Linked DNA regions of Pan troglodytes: region 1 is linked to region 2. The links are chromatin contacts, called in public HiChIP or PLAC-seq maps. All regions are on one chromosome and are shown on one strand. The core of a region is the stretch at or near the end of the contact, and the rest is flanking DNA. Distances in the headings are between cores, read along the strand shown.

Evidence for each region. HiChIP or PLAC-seq counts read pairs in DNA pulled down with a chosen protein or histone mark.
Region 1: a contact with region 2 is called in an H3K4me3 HiChIP or PLAC-seq map of stem cell-derived excitatory neurons, with 2.2 times the contacts expected there. The contact joins the promoter of YWHAB here to the promoter of KCNK15 in region 2. A contact is called at or near these places in 3 of 7 Hi-C or Micro-C datasets (blood, induced pluripotent stem cells and stem cell-derived neural progenitor cells), 1 of 1 datasets of contacts at active chromatin or transcription factors (stem cell-derived excitatory neurons) and 1 of 1 other capture datasets (stem cell-derived neural stem cells).

What each region holds. Positions count from the first base shown.
Region 1 is chr21:51,138,054-51,141,232 of NHGRI_mPanTro3-v2.0_pri, forward strand. YWHAB (tyrosine 3-monooxygenase/tryptophan 5-monooxygenase activation protein beta) reads left to right here and starts at 1,252. Exons shown (of 7, transcript XM_063802989.1): 1 at 1,252-1,388; 2 at 3,151-3,179.
Region 2 is chr21:50,997,576-51,000,873 of NHGRI_mPanTro3-v2.0_pri, forward strand. KCNK15 (potassium two pore domain channel subfamily K member 15) reads left to right here and starts at 1,609. Exons shown (of 2, transcript XM_001152552.7): 1 at 1,609-2,217. The coding sequence starts at 1,725.

The sequences.
Region 1 (3,179 bases), core at 2-2,501, 140 kb after region 2:
AATCCCAGCACTTTGGGAGGCTGTGGCGGGTGGATCACCTGAGGTTAGGAGTTTGAGACCAGCCCGGCCAATATGGCGAAGCCCCGTGTCTACTTAAAATACAAAAACTAGCCGAGAGTGGTGGCATGCACCTGTTATCCCAGCTACTCAGGAGGCTGAGGCAGGAGAATTGCTTGAACCTGGAAGGCAGAGATTGCAGTGAGCCAAGATTGTGACACTGCCTGGGCGACAGAAAGAGACTCTGTCTCAAAAACAGAAAACAAAACAAAACAAAACAAAATCAACTACCTTGAGAGGAGTAGAATGTTGGTAATTGTGAGAGCAGTCATGGAGGGGAGGGGAGCCATGGAGGCCTGTTTCCTTCCCTGAACTTCCTCAACGAGGGGGCATCTTAAAGAAGAAATCATGTACACAGATTTTTGTGGGTTTTTTTTGGAGACAGGGTCTCACTCTGTCTCCCAGGTTGGAGTGCAGTGGCATGACCATAGCTCACTGCAGCCTACAACTCCCGGCATCAAGCAATCCTCTCACCTCAGCTTCCCAAAGTGCTGAGATTACAGGCGCGAACCACTGCGCTCGGCCCTACACAGGTTTTTTAAAAAGACGTTTGTGCGTTGGATTCCTGGCACTTCACGTGGCCTCTTCAGTCTACCAAAGAAGTAAAAGGTAAGTACCCTGAAGGATTGAAAGGATTAAATGAACATTGAGGGATGAGCAATTTCTGTTCTTCCCTGGCTCCAGTATTACCAAAGCACACAGTAAGAGGACTGACATCGGCCTCCGACCCAGTGAGGATTACTTTCGGGGTGGAGGGGGAACTGCTAAACCTCGAATCTCCGGGCCTGGCCCTGGCGCGTTTCCAGTCCCAGCAGAAAGGGCAATCCCCATCCAGACCACACTCCTAGTCCTCCTTATTCCCACACAGCCCGTATCTTGACCACCCCTAGCTCCGCCCTCTCTCCTCCCACCTCCTTTTCCCGCTCCCCCGCCCCATTTCCTTCTTCTCCGCCCACCTCCTCCTGGGTCCCTCCCCCGGCCATCCGCCCTGCCCCGGCCCCTGCAACCCTGCCCTTCGCTCTTCTTCCTCCTCCCTTCCGTCTGCGCCCCTCCCGTGGGGCCGTGGCAACCCCGTGCCTCGCTTGCCCAATGAGAACACGGTTTGGGGCGGGGCGCGGCCAGGACCGGAGCGGAAGTGCCGATCGGAGCGGAAGTGGAGCTGCCGCCACCGCCGCCGCCGATTCCGGAGCCGGGGTAGTCGCCGCCGCCGCCGCTGCTGCAGCCACTGCAGGCACCGCTGCCGCCGCCTGAGTAGTGGGCTTAGGAAGGAAGAGGTCATCTCGCTCGGAGCTTCGCTCGGAAGGGTCTTTGTTCCCTGCAGCCTTCCCACGGTGAGTGCGGCGCGGGGTCCGACCGGGGCCCCCGGGGGCCCAAACTCGAAGCCCCTCTCTGGCTGCTGCGACGACGGCGGCCCAGTGGGTGGGCCCCGGGGGGTGGCGGCGCGCTGCCTCTTTCGCTCCGCGCGGCCGCCGGCGGCGAGGCCAGACCTCGCAGCGGCCCCTCCCTGTTTCCGGGGCCGGGCCCTTTACCTCTTGGAGAGGCTCGGGCCGCCTGAGGTCCTGCCGGCCGGGCGGGGTGCAACTCCGTACTGTGCCGTAAGGGACAGCGGAGCCGGGGATCCCGGACCCTCCCTCACTATCTGCTTCGGTCCCCACGCGACCCCTCCCTGCGTCTTGGTCGGCAAGAACGTCCCCTTCAGCCCTGTCACCTCTGCTCCGTGCTTTCTGGTTTCCAGAAATTAAAATTTAATCAAACGCAGATGAGTTTTCTAGCCCCAGTCCCCGTGTTTGGCTCCTCCTGGATGAGTAAGGGGTTTAACCTTGGGAGACAGCAGTGGGGGAACCCCCTCCCATTTTGCAGTAAAACCATTTCATCATCCTTCACTGGTTATGGAGCCTGGCAGGACCCAAGATTCCCTAGGAAGGGAATTGGGTTTGAATCAAGAAAATCTGTTTGTTGGAGCCGGTTACTGAGTCAGGCCGGATCCCCAGGAAAAAATATCAGGGGGTGAGAATCGGAGTATTTTCCCACAGTATTTACCGTCATTTAATGCCAGATTCTTTTGTGTCTTTACCCCAAATTCCCCCATATTGTGTGTTAGCACGTTTTTCGGTCTGAAATTTGCCCGGTGGCTTCCTGGTCGGGGGGTGGGGAGCGGAGGGAAGAAGAGGTGGGAAGGTGAGTGCATCTTTGCCGCAAATGGAGAACTCCCATATAATGGGGTTTTCAGAGGTGGCAGCCTTGGTAAGCAATTTGCCAACCTTTCTGTAAAATACATGTTTCTTGTCGTTGCCTTCATTGCATTTCTCTTTGGTAAGGCTAGATAGCATCAGGTCCTGATTTTGCTTGCCCTGTGTGGGAGATGAAATTTGGCAAGACGATGCTATGAACATAAAATCAGCCTCGGGAACCAAAAGAGAAAGGTGAAGCACTTACAAGAATATGAAAATTGTCTGCATTTCTCATTCTGTCAGTTCATGTGAAGCCAGACACAGATGCAGTTTGTAGACCTGGACACTGCAGCTTTTGCATTTTCATTTGGAAATGTGTATAAGTATTTGTTCTTGGTGAATTTCTTCTTGACTGCTTCCAGTGTACCCTATTTCTTACTTAGGGATATCTCATTTGTTTGAGCCCTCATTTTTCTTGGATCCCTGTCCTTGGCAACACACAGTGTGTGAGTGTAAAACCTGTCAATCTTATTGGACCTAAGTTAGAAATTTAAGTGTGGCTTTCAAAATGGAAGGCTAATAATCCTGTAGCAACTGCAGAATTATTTTCCTGGCCTGTCCTTCCAATGAGATAAGAAACCATTCACCTATCTTGCAGATGAAGTCTTTATGAGAAACGAGGTGATTTGGCCTAGACTATAACACCTAGTTTTTTTCAAACGGAATATCCTCATTCATCAGTAGCAAATATTGATGGATTGCCAGCCCCTGGAGTATGACTCCTACCGTATAATCTTTTGTACGTTTCACATCTTGCAGTGCTTGTTATATTGAAGCCATTTTAGAATTGGAGCGCTATAGATCAGGGAGGCAGCCTCTGTAAAACCAGGCTGAGCAAATTCCCATGATGCTGGTTCTCTAGGCAGAGTCTCCAGAGATTTGGGCCGCTAC
Region 2 (3,298 bases), core at 359-2,858:
ACTAGGTTGGACATCCCTACAGGCCCGGGCATCTGCTCACTTGTGATATCTGTAACAGTGGCTCACACTTCTAGACAAATCCTCAGGGCCAAGCTCAGCTCTCCGGCTCCACATCTACTGGTTCATTTAATCCTCACACCCACTGTATTAGTTCCCTGTTGCCACTGCAGTAAGTTATTACAAACTTAGTGGCTTAAGGCAAATGTATTATCTTCTAGTTCTGTAGGGTGGAGGGCTACACAGGTCTCACTGGGCTCAAATCAAGGTATTGGCAGGACTGAGTTCCTTTCTAGAGGCTTCCATATGGAAGTATGTCCTCCTCTGGGACCTGGAGGGCCTAGGCGGCAGGCTGGGCCTCAGGGGCTTAACATACGTCAGCGACTTAATACAACAGAAGCTCAAAACTGGGGCTCCTGATTGGGGGTTGGGGGACGACCTTGCAATGTGTCATTCAGCCCCAGGTTTTTCCCACCTTGTGGGCTCCCTCTCTTCTAAAGACTTTAGCTCTCTGCATTCAGCCGTCTGGTGGGGGAAAGAGATGGAGCACGTGTAGGGCAAGGTTTTATGGGCCAGGCCTGGAAGTGGCATATGTCACTTCTGCCCATGTTCCATGAGCTAAAGCTTGGTCACATAGACCCTGCTAAGTGCAAGAAAGGCTGGGCAATGTGGCCAGCTGGGCGCCCAACTCCACCTCCCTGGTGCATCCCGGATCCCCTCATTTCTCTCCATCTTCACACATTTGGACTACACTAGCCTTCGAACTGGCCTCCACTCCTAGCCACCATCCCTTTTCCCCATGACAGCCAGGGGCTCTTTAAAAAATATGAATCAGATCATCGTGGTGGTGTTGCGTGTGTGTTTGTTTGCCTGTGTTTGTAATACAGCCTTTCCATGGCTTTCAATAAACCCACATAAGGGCTTGTAAGACCCTGTGTGAACTTGCCCCTTTGCCTTCCTTCTGCTCCCCCAAAGTATCTGCCCCCCAGTTCTCTGGGCTCCAGCGACACTGGCTCCTCTGCTATTCTGGCTGCCAAGTCATGCTCAGTTCTGTTTTAAGCACCACCTTAGATGGTGGGGTTCACCTTCCCCAAGAAACTATCCCTTTTCCTTCTTTCTCACTCTTGTCTTAAATTAGTTTCTTGTTTGTTAGCTGGCCCTCCTCACTAGGATATCACTTTTACTTACAACAGGAATGTTGTTTGCACCAGTAGGTGCTTGGTAAATATTTGTCAGAGGATTGACTGACTGAATGAAAGAAGGAAGGAAGGAAGGAGAGAAGGAAGGGAAGAAGAGATGAAGGGAGGAAGGGAGGAAGGGAGGGAAGGGAGGGAGGGAGGAAGGAAGGACAGAAGGAAGGGAAGAAGAAAGGAAGGGAGGAAGGAAGGGAAGGAGGGAGGAAGGGAGGGAGGGAGGAAGGATGGGAGGGAAGAAGGGAGGGAGGGAGGAAGGGAGGGAGGGATGGGGAAAGGAATGAAAGGAAGGGAGGAAGGAAGGAAGGAAAGGAGGGAGGGAGGGAGGAAGGGAGGAAGGAAGGAATGAAAGGAAGGGAGGAAGGGAGGGGAGGGGGGAGGGGAGGGAGGGAGAAAGGAAGAAAGCAAGGAAGGAAGGAAGGAGGGAAGGAAGGAAGACTGGCACGAGGTCACAACATGAGTTAGTGGCGGGAACAGGACTTCTGCAGGCCCGGGGTTTGGGCCTTTGCTTCAGATCTCACTATTCACAGACACATGAACCCCGGGCAGGCGAGTGGGAGGCGGACAGGGGAGCGGCTCTTCCGGCCCCCACCCGTGGCGATCCCAGCCTCCAGGTTCCCGGCAGTCGCCCCGCCTCGCCCGTCACAACCCTGCCGCGTGGGGCCGGGGTTGGAGGGGGCGGAGCGCGCGGTCCGGGCACACGGAGCAGGTTGGGACCGCGGCGGGTACCGGGGCCGGGGCGCCATGCGGAGGCCGAGCGTGCGCGCGGCCGGGCTGGTCCTGTGCACCCTGTGTTACCTGCTGGTGGGCGCTGCTGTCTTCGACGCGCTCGAGTCCGAGGCGGAAAGCGGCCGCCGGCGACTGCTGGTCCAGAAGCGGGGCGCTCTCCGGAGGAAGTTCGGCTTCTCGGCCGAGGACTACCGCGAGCTGGAGCGCCTGGCGCGCCAGGCTGAGCCCCACCGCGCCGGCCGCCAGTGGAAGTTCCCCGGCTCCTTCTACTTCGCCATCACCGTCATCACTACCATCGGTGAGCCGCCCGGAGCCTCCCTCCGCGCCCGCTCCAGCCCCAGCTGTCCCGGGGCGCCTCTGGCTTTCGGTCCCACCTCTGCCCCCGCCCAGCTGAGCTACTTTGGACGGGTCATTTCGGCTCACCGAGCCTCCCTCATCTCCTTCGCCTCCCTCGTCTCCTTCGCCTCCCTTGTCTCCCTGGTCTCCTTTGCCCCCCTCTGCTGAATGGAGCTGTCAGCCCACGCAGGCAGGGACGGGAGGAATCAGTAAATCGAGTTTGCCAAAAGGCTGACCCAGGAGTGCTCAGAAAACGTCCAAGGGGCTTGGAGATAGATGAAGCGGGGCTGGGAGACCAAGTGGCTGGATTTGCTTTTCCTTGCCTGGTTGCCTCACACTTGCTGTGTGACCTTAGACGAGTTGCTCAACCTCTCTGAGCCAGAGTTTTCTCTTCTGTAAAATAGTATCGCTAATCGGCCTTATCTCAGGGCTGTGGTGAGAATTATTATTCAGGAGACAGACTATGCACAGACAAGGCCTGTGCTAAAACATGACACATACAGAGCACTACAAAGAAAAGATCATTTTTTAATTATTGCAATTGTTATTGTTACCCCATGAGAATGGGGACCCAGTCTGTCTTAGGGACTGCTGTATGACCCGTGCCTAGCATGCAGTAGATGATCAATAAATACTTGTTAAAGGAATGACTGATAACCACAGGCTCTGGACTCTGCCCTCAGGGATGCAGAGCAGTTCCTTTGGAGCATCTGGACCACCAGCTGTTGCCATGACTACCATCTGGCTGGTACCTGCTGAGCCTAAGCCTGGGGGAACAGGAAGGAGAGAAGTGGGCTCTGCAGGGCTCCAGGCTTGGTGCCGGCCACTCCCCAGGCTCCAGCTGTGAACGTCCCGGCACCCCCCCCCCGGGGCTTGGATCACCAGTCCGAAAGCCAGTGCCTTGGAGAAAGTTTCCCCATAATGCTCTTGCAAGTGAATATGAGCTGTGGTTTTTGCAGTGGAGTTAAAAGTATGAGTTCTGGAATCGCATAGACTGGAGTTCTGTTCTCATCTCTATTGCCACCTGCCTTCTCTGGCAATTG